Linked DNA regions of Oryctolagus cuniculus: region 2 is linked to region 1. Evidence: chromatin contacts called from public Micro-C data. All regions are on one chromosome and are shown on one strand. The core of a region is the stretch at or near the end of the contact, and the rest is flanking DNA. Distances in the headings are between cores, read along the strand shown.

The links. Hi-C and Micro-C count contacts between places; a contact is called where the count stands out from the background.
Region 2: a Micro-C map of ear pinna shows a contact between it and region 1, with 4 times the contacts expected there. The contact joins the enhancer-like site here to the promoter of SLK in region 1. A contact is called at or near these places in 3 of 6 Hi-C or Micro-C datasets (ear pinna, liver and an unstated tissue).

The regions. Positions count from the first base shown.
Region 1 is chr15:26,086,891-26,092,619 of mOryCun1.1, reverse strand. SLK (STE20 like kinase) reads left to right here and starts at 2,096. Exons shown (of 19, transcript XM_002718721.5): 1 at 2,096-2,871. The coding sequence starts at 2,722.
Region 2 is chr15:26,177,739-26,183,467 of mOryCun1.1, reverse strand. STN1 (STN1 subunit of CST complex) reads right to left here. Exons shown (of 10, transcript XM_008270474.4): 9 at 2,189-2,261. Among named protein-coding and RNA genes, the nearest start is that of SH3PXD2A, 36 kb to the left of the region's middle. Within about 2 kb of position 2,762, at least 3 of the 8 cell types and tissues checked have an H3K27ac peak or open chromatin away from gene starts, as enhancers often do. A contact at or near this core is called in ear pinna, where this site is marked.

The DNA of each region.
Region 1 (5,729 bases), core at 847-3,346:
CAGAAGTGGAGGAACTTGGATTTGAGCTGGCACTCATACAGGAGACTGGTCCTGATATCCCAGGTGGTAGCTTAACCACTGCCCTATAATGCTGGCTACTGCTAGTGACTTAATGACAACTCTAAGCAGGGTTGATATACAGACAGCTGTCTATATTTCTTGCATACAGTTTGATGCGTTTGGAAATGGTATTCATTCATGAAATCATCAATGTCATAAACATGTCCATTGTACAGGCCTGACTATTAACAATGGTTAGGTTGGGGGTGAATTTGAGTGGGGGCAAGGCAGGAGAGGAAAATTACAGTTTCTGAGTTTGTAATTCCTGTATCTGAATTATTAACAACAATGATACACAATCTTTTTTTTTTTTTTTTTTTAAGATTTATCCATTTATTTGAAAGTCGAGGAGAAAGATCTCCCATCTGCTGGTTCACTCCCCAAATGGCCCAATGACCAGGGCTGGGCCAGGCTGAAGTCAGGAACCAGGAATGTCATCTGGGTTTCCCTTGTGGGTGCTGGGACCCAAGGACTTGAGTCATTTTCCGCTGCTTTCCTGGGCACATTAGCAAGAAGCTTGATCAGAAATGGAATAATTGGGTCTCAAAGCAGTGCCCATATGGGGTGCTGGTGCTGCAAATGATGGCTTAACCTGTTGTGCCACAGCACCAGTCCTGATACACAATCTTTCAACATGAGAACATAGTAGTCTTTTCTATTTTGAAAAGAACAAAAAAGGAAACAGACATACACCCTTTGGCCCAAATCTCTTTCTGGTGATTTATCTCAAGGAAATAATCAAGCATGTATAAAAGGATTTTGTATGCAAAGATATTTATTAATGTTTTATTTAAAATAAAGATTATAAATATCTCATGATGCAAGAGAGAATAATTACTAATTGTACTGGAATCTGAAAAGTAATCTCATTCATGTAAAAAAAAAAAGCATGGCCAAAAAAACCTGTTTGGAAATTTAATGAACTCTTTCCAATGGCTACCTCTGGACGGTGGAATTCCACTACTCTTGTATTTGATTTCTTTTTTGCATTTCTCTATTTTCTTCATAAATGATACCAATTAAAGCAGATTAATATTGCTTTCACGTGTGTGCACAAATGTACAGCCTATTGTATATCAATTATACCTTAATAAAAACTTAAAAAGTAGAAGGATCATGAGAAACCGAATCATATTAAGCTTCCTCCTGGAAGAGGGGTTTTGCTGTAACATGTAGGGGCTGGAGGGTAAAATGGTCGGGGAGGGGTGGTAGGTGGGTATTATATAAACAGCAGCAACCCTGCCTTGCTGGATACCTCCACTCACGCATCAGCCAGACCCGTCTGCCTCTCCCACGCCAGGACGTCTCCCGCGACTCGGTCACCTTGCTGAACAAGCAGCCACTGCCCCGAAAGTGCGACCGGAGGCGAGGAGGGCAGGTCACCTTCTGGCCGATTGCAGACGATGCCGGTACGGCCCCAGCCGGGCAGCACCGTCCCAGGCTGGACGTGCCATCCGGCGGGCGGCGGAGAGCCCCCCCAGACATCCCTGGAGCAGTGGGCTCGAGCAACTGTTCTAGGTCCGTGTCAGCTGTGAGACCACGAGCTTGTGCCGGTGCCTCACTGAGCCCTCGCTGCCACCTCCAGGCAGGCGCCGTGAGGAAACTGAGGCAAGGGGGCGTCACCTGCTCCAGGCCACAGGGCTCCGGCTCCCAAGCCAAGGCTCACAGCGCCACCCACACTCTCCTCTCACTATCCTCTGGAATCAATTTAAGAGCTAAAAACAAAGCCCACTTCCCGGCTCCACTCAGGAAGCCTGAGCTTTCATTCTTGACAGTTTTTCCCACATCCAGCACCGAGGCAACATCCGCCAGCGTCGCAACGCGGGGGCCACTACGAACAAAGCCAGAGGCTGACGAGGATTCGGGGTTCGCAGGGCCAGCGCCGGGCCCGCCTCGGGGGACCGCAGGGAACCAGGGCCCGCCGCACTCGGCTCACCAACACTTCGGCGCCGCCAGCCTGCGCGGGCCAACGCGCGTGCGCGGGGCTCAAGGGGCCGCCCCTGCGCGGGCGCGCGGCGGGGGAACGCGCGGGCACGCTGCGGAGTCGGCGTCGGCGTCGGCGCGCGCTCCAGGCCGCGGCTGTGTGGGCTGGGGAGGGAGCGAGGCGGAGGTGGCGGCGCCCCAGAGCTGAGGGGACGCGCGGGCCTCGCGCCGCAGGAATAGAGACGGCTGCGAAGGAGGCCCGAGGCTCGCTGCCCGCGGCCGGGGAGCTTGGCCTCTCGCGCGCTCGTCTCAGCGGCTGCCGGCCGCTTCCCTCGCCCCGAGTGGCCGCCGCCCCTGGAGACTCGTCGTGACACGGGCCTAAGCCGCCGCGGCTGCGGGCGTGCAGACCCGCCGGGCGCCGTCGGGCCGGGCCGGGACCGGGTGGACGGGCGTCCGCACAGGTGCAGCCCCCGCGGGCCGGCCGGGGGCCAGGCGCCCCATCGCGCGGCGGGCGGGCGGGCGAGCCGGGCTCGGCGCAGGGCGCCCCCCCTCGCCGCGGGCCGGAGCCCCGGGCGCTGCCCCGCCCTCTCCGGGGACGGCCCGGCCGGAGCCGCGGGAGCCGGAGACCCCGCGCCGCCGCCCGTCCGCCGGGCTCGCGCGGAGAAGGAGGCGGAGAAACTTTGCCTTTTATTGTTGTTTCTAGTCCTTAAGTGCAAGGAACTCTGTGGGGGAGGAAAAATGTCCTTCTTCAATTTCCGTAAGATCTTCAAGTTGGGGAGCGAGAAGAAGAAGAAGCAGTACGAGCACGTGAAGAGGGACCTGAACCCCGAGGAGTTTTGGGAAATCATAGGCGAGCTGGGCGACGGAGCCTTCGGGAAAGTGTACAAGGTAAGAGGGAGACGACGGGAAGTGGCCTGGGAGATAGAGCAGCCGCTGGCCCAGGGGCACGGGGGCTTCACGCTGCGGCGACCCTTTCCTGCCTCCTTTTTGACTTCGCGGCCAGGCGCTGGAACTTTCTTTAGCCGACCATCCAAGGAGTCGCTTAGACCGGGGGCTTAAGGATTCAACAGAATGGGGCTTGGATGGAGTTTATCGAGGGGACCGGGTTATTCCTGCTTCTCTGTCAAACTCCAAGGAAATGAGAGTTCCGTAATTTACAGGAGGGGTCTGGCCATGGGCCTCCAATGATCTTACAGTGGGACACTCGTTACCTTTTTTAGTGGATTTTTGTTTGGTTCCTGTTTGCATTTCTCTTTTTAGGGTCCAGGGCATACATTAGGCTGTAGCTATAGCTAGTATATAGCCCATCTCCTGGGATCAGAGCCAGGTGATAGCTACTTGGTCTGTCCTTGAGTGGTTGCTTGACAACATCGCATAAAATGGAATGGAATCTCTTAGAAAATTTCCAGAAGAGAAAACTTGCATCTGGTGCTAGTTTCTAAATATAATTATAGTAAGCTTTGACTAGATGTCAATACCAAAGCCTAAGGATAAAGCATTGTATGTATACATATTATTTCTATAGAAAGATTTGGCATTTTAACCTGAAGGCATTCATGTGAACCGTTTACTGTCTGCTAAGGAGCATTTGAGTGATGTCATTGGAATATTTTCATCTTGAAGGGTAAGGCTTTTATGAGACACAGTTTAGGGGAAGGACCAACAGTGTTGCCTAGAAGTGAAAACATAAATAAGTAACTTGGTTTTTTTTTTATAGGAAGTTTGCCGTTTGTTAAGTACTTTCAGGTAATTGACTTTTCCAAAAATCTGGTGAGGTGGACAGGTCAGTAGTAGTAGCCACCTTTCACATCTGAGGACACTGAGATTAACAAGTTATTCATACAAGTCAAGTTTTGACTTGAACTCAGATCTTCTGACTTCATTTATATATATATTTTTACTTTAACATCAATTGGTAGAAGTGGCAGCATTTTCCTTGCTTTGTAAGCAGCATTACCTTTGACTTTACTCTGCCACAAATGCATCTTGTTCCTTATGCGCTCTCCTCTCTATGTGCTTTCAAGACACATTGTTCATAATTGTCGCATTATAGTTAGTGTGTTTGTATTTCTGTAACGAAAGCATTATGATGTTCATCTGGGTTTAACCATTGCCTTAGCACATAGCATATCTCTGTTGAAGTGCAAGATTGTTCTCATGTGAATGCTATTGAAGTTCATGTCTGCAAAGTGGGCCTCAGTGTTTGGGTGGACGGCTGGGTATGGTTTCAGCAAGAGCTTACTGTGTGAGATGTGTGTAGGAAGGGCTTTTAGTGCAGAGCGAAGATCTCTTCTGGGAGTCGAGTTGTGTGTTAGTGTTGGCTGTCACTTAGCTTCTCTGCCCCTTTGTTTTCTTGGCTGTGAAGTTCCAAGTTTTCCTAAATGTTTGTTTAGACCCCTTAACCTATTAACGTTCCGTGAGTATGCAGTTAGCTGGGAAAGGCAAAACAAATCCTCAAGGCATCTGGCATCCTGTAGTTTGAAAGCAGCAGGTGATTTCATGTTTTCATGGTGCAAATATGTTGTTTTATCAAATATAAACAGCTGAGTATTAAGGGCAGTGGCTCTTGAGTCAACATTTCTCGGCTCCCTCTCTCCATAGTAGTGTGTGACCTTGGGCAGGTTACTGACAAGTTCTATGCCTGACTGTCCTCATCAGTAAGGCCTGCCACTCAGTATGTTAGGATTAAAGGAGATAATAAATATAAGTCACACAGAAAGGGCTTAATAAGTGGTAGACGTTACTGTTAACATTTGGAATTCATAGAAGTAAAATATGGGATGGGACAGGAAAAGGTACTAAACAGGAAACCATTTCCTTAGTTTCCCATGGCAGGGGCAGGTTGTGTGAGCTATCAGTACTTCTGTGGTTTATTCTGTAGTGACCGTTTCTGCAAAGTTAATGTCTATGGTAAAAATGGAAAGTTTTCTGAAAATTAACAACTTCATGTGGTTAAACACTAATTGTTTCAGGGATAATTTCTGTGGGCTTACTGACTGTGTTTTAGGATGATATTTCAAGAATCTGAGTTCCTTGCATCTTTTTTCATTTCATTACTCCAGGCTTCTAAGGAATAGAGTGTAAAAAATTTTTTTAAAAGAAAACTTAAACTTTATACTTATCTGACCTATTTGGGCCTAAAAACTTTGCCTCTAAATTTTTGCTTTTCAAGATTCCCTAGAAATTATAAAGTTACTGACTTCTTTCTATGTGGGGAAAAGTTATCAAACTTTAACATTTTATGTAGTAGTATGCAGTAGAAAACTACTTCTAAACTTCTAATCATTTGTTTGTGGAAATTGGTAACTCACAAAGATTACATTGTAAATAGGTATTCATTTTTCCAGCACAGTTGTATTCCTTCCTCTTAGTCCAACATTATAAATACATCTCTAACATAATTACTTCCTTGCCTGAAAAATCTTTGCTATTTTACTTTTGTTTTCTGTTTAATATGGTATTATTTAACATATATATGAAGCTATGGAATATCCCTCACAATTTTCTATTTTTGGATTTCTGTTTTTAACAGAAAAAAGGGAATGACATAAAATTATTTAATGAATTGCATTTTTGGACAGCTGATGTTTTCTGTTAAACCAGTTGAAGCTGAACTCCAGGTTGTGTGTTGGATGCAGATTTTTTTTTTTTTTTTAATTTGACAGGTACAGTTATAGACAGAGACAGACAGAAAGGTCTTCTTTCTGTTGGTTCACTCCCCAAATGGCCGCCACGGCCGGCACTAG
Region 2 (5,729 bases), core at 1,513-4,012, 90 kb before region 1:
TAACCCTTTCCAGCCCTTCTCATTTGTCTCATTCATCTCATAGCTTTATAAACACCAATCCACTGACTTCTCCTCATAACCCATCAAGCAGGCACTGCTGTTATCCCCATTTTGCGTACAAAGAGCCTGAGACACAGACTTGCCCAAGGTCACACAGCCACAGAGTGGCAGAGCTGGGATTCAGATAAGAGCGCAGCTCCCCAAGACCGGCCTGAGCCTGATCTGTGCTTCACCTTCCAACCGCAGCTTTAGCCCTGCTGAGAAGTCGGACACTGACTGCAGATGTCAAGTCCACTGACCCAGCATCTTGAGAAGGAAAAGCTCAATGCTTCTTTGCGTGAAAGGTTAGAAACGGACTAAAGGCCCAGCAGGGACGGTTCAGGAAATGGTGAACTGGAATACTGTGTGGCCCTCAGCAAGACGGAGCTAATTTTCTGGGTTCTGGAGCCAGTGCTCTAGAAGCTGTGGTCAGCTCTGAAGTACCAGCTGAGGGACAACGTGTACTGCACACCAGTGTTTACTTCCTATACAAATTACGTTTTAAGTGCATATGGCATTTCCAGAAGGATATGGAAGAAACTAGCAACCACCACTGCCTTTAGGAAGGGAAACGGCCTGCGGCTCAGCGCTGGGAGCCTGCCTTTTCCGTGTGCATTTCTGCACTGGGGCTTTTTAAGGGACGTGTACACTGCTATTCAGCATGATTTGTTACTGCCATAGGGTGCAGCATTATGGAGAGTGGTTACAGCATGTTCCTTTTATCAGCACCCACAGGACTTGGGCTTTACAACTCAGCTCCAGCAGCTGCCGAGTGCCGGGTGACGGGCTGGCAGCTCTCAGGATCCTGCGTACAGACTGCGCCGCAGGGCCAGGCCCGCCTGCTCTGCACCGTCACTGCCAACAGTGGCTGGTCGGGTGGACACTACACCTGCCACCTTAACAGCTCTGGGCCAGGTTCTCCTAAGAGATGAGTTCCTTTCACTTCCACCCCAGGCCCTGGGCTTTCATCCGTTTTGTCCTAGAGTGGATCAAAGTAAGCATCTGGCAGGGCTGGGGAGGGGAGCATCTCCCATTCCTTGTGGGCCAAAGAGTACCACCGCCGCACCGCTCTCCGAAGCTCCTGTGTGTCTGGGTAGCTGGGATTTCCCTTCAATTTGCTTTTATTTTTCTGAGTGAAAGGAACAACAGTAATTCACTGCATTAACTTACAGCATGCCCTGAGTTTGTTTTAAGGCATCTTGTCACACGATCTGGGATCTGATTTCATCAGGTTACAAACACCAGGGCTGGAGACCTGGCCCAGCCCCACCCACTGACAGCCTGGGGCAGGACCATGCCCAAGGGATGGATGGGCTGAAAGGACCGGAAGGCGGAGTAGGAGCTGGGGTCATTAACAAACCTTTCCACTTCCTTTCTCCCATCAGTTGTGGACTGTGTCAACACTCATTGTTAGTGTATGTTTGCAAAAGGTGGACTTTGAAAAGTCACCTTTAGGGCTGGCAGATTTAAAGATAGGAGTGATGTTCTCTGCTCCTAACCAGTGTTTGTGTTGTGAGAGTGGCTGCAGTTTGTGTGTCTAACCACTAGGGGCTGACCTAACTTCACTAAACCAACTATTTTCAAACAGCTTTTGTAAATTCGCAGTTTCCAAGATGACTGAATTAGACCTTTCACAAACTGTGCGTCTAGGACTACTTCTAACACCAGGCTACTCCTAACATTTCTTGATGCCAGAACAGGGAAATGTCACATTTGTGGACACAGACACAGACAAGCATGGAACACAAAATCACACAACTCAGAGAAGACATGAGAAGGAGAAAGGCATGAGCCGGTCCAGTGCAGTGGCTTTCCTCATAGTAGCAAGATCACCAAAGGAGGCTGCCTTCCAGCCCCCACCTCGATCCCTACAGAATCAGAATCCCCAGGGGAGAAACCTGGGCACTAAGTGTTTAAAAGAGCTCTGAGGCTGACCCTCATGCGCAGCCCAAGATCAGAACTGTGCTAGTCTAACGTTCACCCCAGAGAGGAGACAACCAAAGCTGAGAGAGGGCACAGGCCTTGACCACCACCTTGCCACAGCACTAAGGGGACAAGCCCCAGGCCTCTAGACTCTTCCTCCCCTGCCCCTGGGAGTGTGCATTCCCTTCCAGTGCACCAAGGGCCCTCTCTGCATGGCGCCACTTACAGTGTGGTTTCTGGCAGTCTTCCTGGATGATCTGGTGGATCTTTCTATGCAGGTCCTTGTCTTCTCTGGTTACCTAAGTAGGAAAAATAGTGCAGAGAAGAGTTCTGAGATAACACCACAGTTGTGGCTTCCAGACTCCCACATCGGCATTTAGAGTAGTTTCTAAAGGTTTTATAACAATTATCTTCCTGACGTGAACCATGTGGCTTTCCATAGTTGGCCTATTGTCAAACCAGTTCTGTCCTGCGCAGCTCACAGCTCTGTGGCTGGCCCAGAGCTGGCTCACTAGGGCCAAGACAGAAAGAACACCTGGAATTCTGCACTTGGAAGGAGCTTCTTTCCTTTTAAACACTCATGACACACCCTTACAAGTGCTCTGGCTTGCTTTTATGTTTTTAAAGAAGACATAGTGATCCAAACCTCCAGTCTATTATTCCAAGTTCCCTTTTCTTGGCCCTGTCTCACAGAGTTAAACTTTTGATTTATTTCAGAATCTCTCTCACACACACACATGCACACAGAGCATGCAAGTGGTTGTGCATTCTCATCCACTGGTTTGCTGCTCAAATCCCTGAAGCAGCCAGGGCTGGGAGTCATGAGTCCAATCCAGGTCTCCCAAGTGGACGGCAGAAACCCAACTACTTGATGGGCCGGCGCCGTGGCTCAATAGGCTAATCCTCCACCTTGCGGCGCCGGCACACCGGGTTCTAGTCCCGGTTGCCCCTCTTCCAGGCCAGCTCTCTGCTATGGCCAGGGAGTGCAGTGGAGGATGGCCCAGGTGCTTGGGCCCTGCACCCCATGGGAGACCAGGAAAAGCACCTGGATCCTGGCTCCTGCCATCGGATCAGTGCGGTGCGCCGGCTGCAGCGGCGGCCATTGGAGGGTGAACCAACGGCAAAGGAAGACCTTTCTCCCTCTGTCTCTCTCTCTCACTGTCCACTCTGCCTGTCAAAAATTAAAAAAAAAAAAAAAAAAAAAAAAAGAAACCCAACTACTTGAGCCATCGCTGTTGCCTCCCAGGGTGCACATGAGCAATGAAGCTAGAATCAGGAGCTGGAGCTGGGACTCAAATCCAGGTACTCTGATATGGAACACACACCTTAACTGCTCAGTGCCCATCCCTGTCTAATATTTCGTTTTCTTCCTTCTACCCATATGGGAAAACAAACAAACAACAACAAAAAACTGTCAGGAAAAGCTAGCAAGGGAGTGAATCCAGCTTATCCACCACCATACTCTGCCCTCAAAGGCAGGTGTAACCATGTTTCCTTCTCAAGAAGTTCAGAAAAGAGGGAAGCAGCAATCCTTTGGGCTTCACCCTCAAATTCAAGTCAATCTAATAACAACAACAAAAAAAGGAATAGACCAGAGGGTAACAGGAATAGGGGTGAGTGAGTGAGAGAGAGAAAGAGAAAGGGAGGAACAAAACATGAAAACCAGCTTCAAGCCAAGCGTTATGATTCTACTTCAGAGCCCAGAAGGCCTGCCTCCTGACTTACACAGCAGGGACAGTGGCAACACTGCCTTCTCTCAACTCACAAGCTTAGGGTGAAGATTCAACAAGCAGTGTGGGAGAGCCTCTGAGAGCTGGCAAGCCCTGTGGAAGCACAAGTATTTACACAGCACGACAGGCCCTTCCCGGAGGCAGGCACTGGTGGCAGGAGTGAAGCCAGAGAGGGCAGGAGATCTAGGCCTGCCTCATCACCCCATTCCAACTCACGGTGATTCATAGGAGGAAGTGCCCAGCCCTGCCACACCTCGCCCTGGCTGCTGCCTGTGGCCCTGCAGAAAGGCGTGTCCCAGGGGGCTCACACAAGCGTGAGGCAGCGAACCCCAACCTCTCCTCCTCCCGGGACAGGGTGCGCCACACTCACCTTCTTCCAGAAGTCATTGAGACACAGCTCAACTCTAAAAACCTCTCAAACGAGGACTCTCTAGGGTCAACCAGTACCAGAAAATGCGTGTTAGGGAAAGCTGCCCCGGGGGCCTTGCTTGGCTTCCCCTGTCTCTAAGAGGATCACAGGGAACAAAAGCCACACAAGCCACATGTGGGCGACTAGCTCAGTGGTCCTGAGCAGGCCCATCTTTTTTTTTTTTTTTTTTTTTTTTTTTTTTTTTTTTTTTTACAGGCAGAGTGGACAGTGAGAGAGACAGAGAGAAAGGTCTTCCTTTTGCCGTTGGTTCACCCTCCAATGGCCGCCGCGGCCGGCGCACCGCGCTGATCTGAAGGCAGGAGCCAGGTGCTTTTCCTGGTCTCCCATGGGGTGCAGGGCCCAAGCACTTGGGCCATCCTCTACTGCACTCCCAGGCCACAGCAGAGAGCTGGCCTGGAAGAGGGGCAACCGGGACAGAATCCAGTGCCCCGACTGGGACTAGAACCTGGTGTGCCGGTGCCGCAAGGCGGAGGATTAGCCTATTGAGCTGTGGCGCTGGCCCAGGCCCATCTTCAGCGTGGCTCCTTCAATATTAAAGGTGTGTGCACAGAACGAGGCCAGTAAGCACTGGGTGCAGTGTCACCTGCATGGCCTGAGGATGTTCAGACGGTGCTCACTGAAAGCTTAAACACACAGGCCCTGTGCTCCTGCGCCTCTTCCTCGAACAGTCCATGGTACACCAACACTGATGCACACTCACAGAGAGCACGTGCAGGTGTGGCCACCTTGGTGATAGCAGAGGCTAGAAGCGTCTTAAGTGTCCATCACAAAGGAATGGCTAATACATTGATGGCAAGTCCCCCACAGGATGGAGGAAGGCATTCAGAAGAGTGAGGGAGCCTGGGAGTAGAAAACTACCTGGGGTGAGCTCTCCTGGAACCAAAAGAAGGAGCTCATGTTATTTCCAGCAGTGGTTCTTAACTGCCTCAGGGACACGTGGCAATGTCTCAGCTACTGCTCTACGTCCTCCACTGCACAGGTCAGGCCCCACAACCATCAGTCCTGGGACCCAAAGAGTGCCGAGCCTTGATGTAGACGACGATTACATGTCTTGCCACAGGCACACATGTGCACCTGTGTGCATTTGTGAAGCACAGATGAGTGTCAGTAAAAGGCACCCCAGGGGAAAATAAAAACCAGCCTTCACTTCTGAGTTTACGCACCTCCCTTAAAAATGATTTTGAGGCCGGCGCCGCAGCTCACTAGGCTAATCCTCCGCCTTGCGGCACCGGCACACCGGGTTCTAGTCCCGGTCGGGGCGCCGGATTCTGTCCCAGTTGCCCCTCTTCCAGGCCAGCTCTCTGCTGTGGCCAGGGAAGTGCAGTGGAGGATGGCCCAAGTACTTGGGCCCTGCACCCTACGGGAGACCAGGGTAAGTATCTGGCTCCTGCCATTGGATCAGTGCGGTGCGCCGGCTGCAGCGCGCCGGCCGCGGCGGCCATTGGAGGGTGAACCAACAGCAAAAGAAAGACCTTTCTCTCTGTCTCTTTCTCTCTCACTGTCCACTCTGCCTGTCAAAAAAAAAAAAAAAAGATTTTGAAAGCAGTAAGTAGGTATTTTTAAGCAACAAATATACTTGTGGGGCTGGCGTGGCACAGTGGGTTAAA